Regions from separate parts of the Macaca mulatta genome. Here region 2 is linked to region 1. The links are chromatin contacts, called in public Hi-C maps. All regions are on one chromosome and are shown on one strand. Each heading gives the region's core, a stretch centred on a gene start, on an enhancer-like site or on the middle of the called end of the contact. The rest is flanking DNA. Distances are from core to core; before and after follow the strand shown. Region 1 holds the start of MOSMO (modulator of smoothened). Region 2 holds the start of POLR3E (RNA polymerase III subunit E).

Region 1 (2,700 bases), core at 136-2,635:
AACACCAGGTTGCTCAGGTCAAAAGCTTATTCTTGAGTTCTCTTTCAACTCCTTCCCCATTATCAGCAGGTCCTTCTCTCTATCCACAGAACATCCAAATCTGTCCATTCCTCTCCATCTTCACTACTCTCAACCTAGCCAAAGCTACACTTCTCTCTCGAGGACTACTTGGCCGCTTAACTGGCGTCCCTGTTGACATCTTTGCCTCTCCCCCATACAAGCTACACTATCGATCTTCACAGATGAAGTAAGATCATGGGATTCTCCTGCAAACACCCTCCACTGCCTTCTCATTGCACTCAGAACAAAATCCAAGGCCCCCAAAGTCCTACACCTGGCCTCTGCCTACCTCTTGTCATACTACTCTCCTGCCACACATGCCATTTTGCAATACCCTGGACGCGCTGATCTCTTTCTGCCCCCCTCCCCTAATGATCTTTGCACTGGCTGTTTCCTCTGTCTGGTCCTGCGCCAGGTCTTCAAAGTGCAGGTCTTTATGAGCATGATGGTCTCAGCGGAAATGCATCCTTCCTTATCGCAGGTATCGCCCCGACTCCCATCACACTGACCTCCATTGAATTCAGGGATCTGCACCTGAAATTATCTTTATTTTGCAGACAGGTTCTTAATGTGTTTCTGTCTCTTCCCACCAGAACATGAGCTCCCCGAGAGCGGGCGCCTTGCCTCTGTCCACTCCAGTACCTCTGCACCTACAGCGCCTGACGCAGAGGGGGTGTCGAGAGCTATTTTCTAAATGGGGCAATCCTGTGAGCTGACAGCCGCGGAAAGGGCAATGAGAATACAAGGTGACAGGGACCGCGCGGGGCCCGGAGTCGCTCGGCGGGAGTCGGGGCCCGCCTCCTGCTGGAAGACGGGCGGCTCCCCACTCTCATTCGAGTTTTGCTTCTGAGGGGCTCAGGAGCGGCCGCAGCCTGTGCCCAGTCATCAACAACGACAACAATCTTATGAGTGGGCAGAAAGCCAAGAGGTGGTGTGGCTTGCCGGAAGAGACCGGGACCTGGGCAGGGACCGGAGCCGGGCCGGTCGGGTCCGGGTCCAGAACGTCGAAGCGGGCAGTGCGGGGAGGGGCCCAGGGCGGCCGGCCGAACCTGGAGGACGAAGCGAGCGTGCGGCTGCCGGGGAGCCGGCACCGGCCTCGCCAGCGCCCAGGCTTCGCTTCCGGGTGAGGGGCGGGCGGGCCGAGCAGTTCCGGGGCGGGCGGCGGTTCCGTCTGTGCGGGCCGCGCCGCGGCTGCTGGTCCCGGGCGCGCGGAGGGCGCGAGCGGCGCGCGGGGGCCGAGTGGGCGCGAGGCAGCGGCGCGGGGACTCCGGGCCCCGGCGGCGGCCCATGGGGCGGGAGGCGTGAGGCCGCTGCCTGTCCGGGGCTCGGGGGGTGGGGGGAGCGGGGCGGGGAGATGGATAAACTGACCATCATCTCAGGATGTCTCTTTCTGGCTGCCGATATCTTCGCCATCGCCAGCATCGCCAACCCGGACTGGATCAACACCGGGGAGTCTGCGGGTGAGCGGCAGGCGCGCGGGGCCGGGCGGGGGATTGGCTGAGGGCGACGCGAGGCAGGGGAGACCCGGACTGAGGGGAGGACGGGGTGGAGGGTCCCGGCCGGGGGCTAGCCTGAGGAGACCTGGGGCGGAGGGGAGACCCGGGCCCCGGAGGAAGGGGATAGAGAAGAGGAAACCGCCGGGCGCCAGCGGGACCCCCGGACTCAGGGGAGAGGCGCCCCAGGCTGGGTGAAAAGTGGCCGAGGAGACCTGGGCTAGGCTGGCGAGTCCCGGACCGGGGAGGAGGGGAGCAGCCCTCCCATGTGAGGGATCGCAGAGGAACCAGCTTCGTTCTGGATTAAAAAAAAAAAAAAAAGTCAAGGTGGCAGACGGGAGGAAAGTGAGGCTCCTGCAAGGAAATTAGAAACCAGGCGGAGAGGCTGGGGCTGGGAGTGAGGCAGCCTGCGGGGCAGTGCGGGAGCCACTAGAGAGCTGGTGGGCGAGAGGAGGCCGAGAGGGGTCAGGTCCGACTCCAGACCTTCTACCACCAGAGGAAGCTGCGGCCGGGGCTGAGCCCGGGCTGTGGGCGCTGACCCCACCAGGCAGGGTGAATGGTAGGTGTTGGAAGAGCTGGTGGGATTGGTGGGAGTGGGGGGCGCCGGATTGGAGCCCCTCTACACCCCCGCCCCCGCCCATCTTCTGCCCGCTTGGCAGTGTTTGAGACGCTTGTGGCTTCGGATTTTCCCTTTGAAGTGTGTATGTGGTTATAATTTTGCTTTATTTTAGGCCCGGGAGCTATAATACTACTAATAATAAACCTCATTTTATGGAGCGTCTTTCATTCCAGCGCATCACAAAAACGCTGGAGAGATCTTAATAGTAGTTACAAAATTAAATAACACATCAGAGTTGCAGACAGCCCGGCAGCGAGAGCAGTGCTTGCTGTAACACCACGGAGCTGTGGGCGGGAGAGGCAAGGTGGTGCCCTCGGGAAAGAGGCGGGCATCTTTCTGAAGGGTACCCCAGGTGAATGCGCTTCCAAGATTTTTCTCAGCTTGGGCCACTTCTTTCCCTGCTACCTCTCCTTCCTCCGCTCTTCCGCCTCTCTTTCTCCCCCTCTCCCAGACCTGTGAGACCAAACCTTAATTAATGTAAACAGCTGTCAGGAGAGCTGCTCCGATTTAAGGAATGGTCTTGTTTTT
Region 2 (2,700 bases), core at 38-2,537, 300 kb after region 1:
TGTACAAAAGATATATAGTGTTTTAGTCCATTTTCTGTTGCTTATAACAGAATACCTGAAACTGGGTAATCTGTAAAGAAAAGGAAGTTACTTATTACAGTTATGGAGGCTGATAAGTCCAAGCGCAAGAGTGTGCATCTGACGAGGGCCTTCTTGCTGGTGGGGTACCCCTGCAGAGTCCTCAGGCAGTACAACCCATCATATGGAGGGGGTGCTGAGCTGTTCACTTGCTGGCTCAGGTCTAGCACTTATAAAGCTCCCACTTATAAAGCCATCAGTCCCCCTCCCAAGATAACCTATTAATCCATTAACCCATGAATCCATGAATAGATTAATCCATTCATGAGGGCTCCACCCTCATGATCTAATCACCTCTTAAAGGGCCCACCACACAATACTGCCACATTGGGGATTAAATTTCCAACACATGAAATTTGGGGGACACATTCAAACCATAGTACATATTAAACTGATAATAATGGTTACTTAACCTCTGCGGAGGGGCCTAGGATGCGAGTCAAGAGTCAAAGAGCATTTGTACCTTATCTGCAAAGTTTAAATATTTTACAATAATTCGTGTGTTATTTGTGTAAGTAAAAATTTAAACACATAATTTCTCAGAGACAACTGCCCAGACCAGCCCCCGGGTTTGGCCGTCAGATCCCCTAGGGCGTGTTTCTGATCAGATCGATTTCTTCTCCCGGAGACACGCAATCCGGGTCGTATGGATTACTTGTGAGTTAACCAGGGGTCTCCAGGGTAACCATCCATCTCAGAGTACAGTTTCTAAAAATGAGTTTTGCTCTAATACCTATTCGGAACAAACCTGGGTCTAAAAACTGGAGCAAGTGTTTATTTTCCAGCACACGGCTTTTTAAAATAATTCTATAGGGATCAGCTTGAACACACATTAAACAAAAAAACCTCAGCGAAAACGCCTCGCGATTTCCAGATGAAATGCGAATGCAAAAGCATTAAGTAGCGTTCTGGCAAATACTCTCTCCAGCTGGGTAGCGTGGCCGAGCGGTCTAAGGCGCTGGATTAAGGCTCCAGTCTCTTCGGGGGCGTGGGTTCGAATCCCACCGCTGCCAGGGTTGGTTTCTTTTTGTTCCCCGCTGCATACACGCCCGGCTGTTTTGCGCGTGCCATCAGCGCCCCCTGCTGCAGGGCGGGGCTCACGGCCTGCATGAATGGCGCGGCGGAGGGGGCGGAGCCGTGTGCGCCGGGGCGGGGCATTGTGGGTAAGAGGAAGCGCTGGGGCCGGCCCGCTCCCCCCACGTGTCCGCCGGAGTTTCTCCACCAGCAACATGGCCGCCGCCTGAGAGGAGAGCCGGGCCGCCGCCGCATCTGCAGCCCGCGGGTAACTGGGCGGTTGCCGCCGTCCGCGCTCGGCCCCCGCGGAGAGGTGAGTCCCATCTTGGCAGCGCCCGAGCTGGGGCTTGAGCCGGACCGCACTCATGACGTGGGTCTGGGCTAGATTCCCGAGTAGGCCAAGGAGGCCCGCGCCGCGCCGTGCTGAGGGGCTGGGGGCCTCTCGGGACTCGGGCGGGAGGAGGGGCAGCCGGCTCCAGGCCGACCCCGGACTCCTACTTCCCCGACCCGACACCTGGGAGTTGGGGAGGCCGCGGCCGACGCTGCCGGCGGTGACTCAGGGTCCTGCCGACCTGCCCCACCCGGGCCTGGGGGTCATCCTACGGAAGGAACACCTGTCCTCGGCGTCGGGTGTGGTGGCGGCTCGCGGCAGGGACTGCGTGGTGGGCGTGAGAAGGGGTCCTGACCACCCGCGAGGGAGCAGAAACCCATTGGACAGCGAGGCTCGGGGTCGGCGGCCCGCCCCGATGGGCAGGGAGGGCACCTGCGCCTGCCGGAGCCCCCTCTTCGCAGCTGAACCGGATTAGCTTCTGCCTGGCGAGGCCTGGGATTCCTCATTCATTTATTCAGGCAACCATTCAGTGTTTACTGAGCCAACTCTGTGCTCCGGATACGGCCCTGACCATTCGGTCCGAGGAGGTGTCAGTAAACAAACAAGGTCGTTCCTTTGGGTTAGCTTTAGAATTCCTTGGGCTTGGAGGCGGAAAGAAGAGATCTTAGCGATCTCAACAGTTCCTCATCTGTGAAATGGGGATAATAGAAATTCCTACCTCATAGGGTTGTGGTGATGGCTCATTAGAAACCAGGTGACGCTCCTGCTTGCAGCGTTTTTACCCGCCTACATTGGCAGAAAACATGTTGTCAAGTAATAACGAACCTTCCCATAGGTTACGTTTATTACCGTCTTTACTCCTCCCCGCAGCTGTCTGTAGGTCGGTACTTAGTTTCCCTACTTTAGGGATGAAAATAGGGAAGAATACCAGACGTAGACAACTCAAGTAGGTCACAGATGCGAAGCAGCTGCGGTGGGATTTGAACCCGCGTAGTTTTGCTCCGGAGTTCAGGCTCTTACCCACTTAACCATACTGCCTTTTATCGAAGATCTGTGCAGTATACTGGTTAAGAATAAGAATAAGGATCTTTGATATCAACGAGACCCTAGTTTCTGTCCTGATTCCACCTCGGATGAGTTACTTCTCTCTCAACCTCAGTCTCCTCATTTCCAAATTGAAGATGATAAATCTCTATTAATAGGGCTAATGAGAAGATTAAATATAAAGTATTCTTTGTACTATATTGAGTGTCAACTTCGTGCCAGGCACTGTTCTA

The links. A called contact is a pair of places that touch in the nucleus more often than the background predicts.
Region 2: a contact with region 1 is called in a Hi-C map of fetal cortex germinal zone, with 4 times the contacts expected there. The contact joins the promoter of POLR3E here to the promoter of MOSMO in region 1. A contact is called at or near these places in 5 of 14 Hi-C or Micro-C datasets (CD4 T cells, blood, cortical neurons and 2 more).

Annotation. Positions count from the first base shown.
Region 1 is chr20:21,465,960-21,468,659 of T2T-MMU8v2.0, forward strand. MOSMO (modulator of smoothened) reads left to right here and starts at 1,386. Exons shown (of 3, transcript NM_001260737.2): 1 at 1,386-1,520. The coding sequence starts at 1,415.
Region 2 is chr20:21,761,773-21,764,472 of T2T-MMU8v2.0, forward strand. POLR3E (RNA polymerase III subunit E) reads left to right here and starts at 1,288. Exons shown (of 23, transcript XR_013411934.1): 1 at 1,288-1,405. TRNAL-AAG (transfer RNA leucine (anticodon AAG)) reads left to right here and starts at 1,010; the gene lies at 1,010-1,091. LOC144338112 (a long non-coding RNA gene) reads right to left here. Exons shown (of 2, transcript XR_013411939.1): 2 at 1,283-2,700.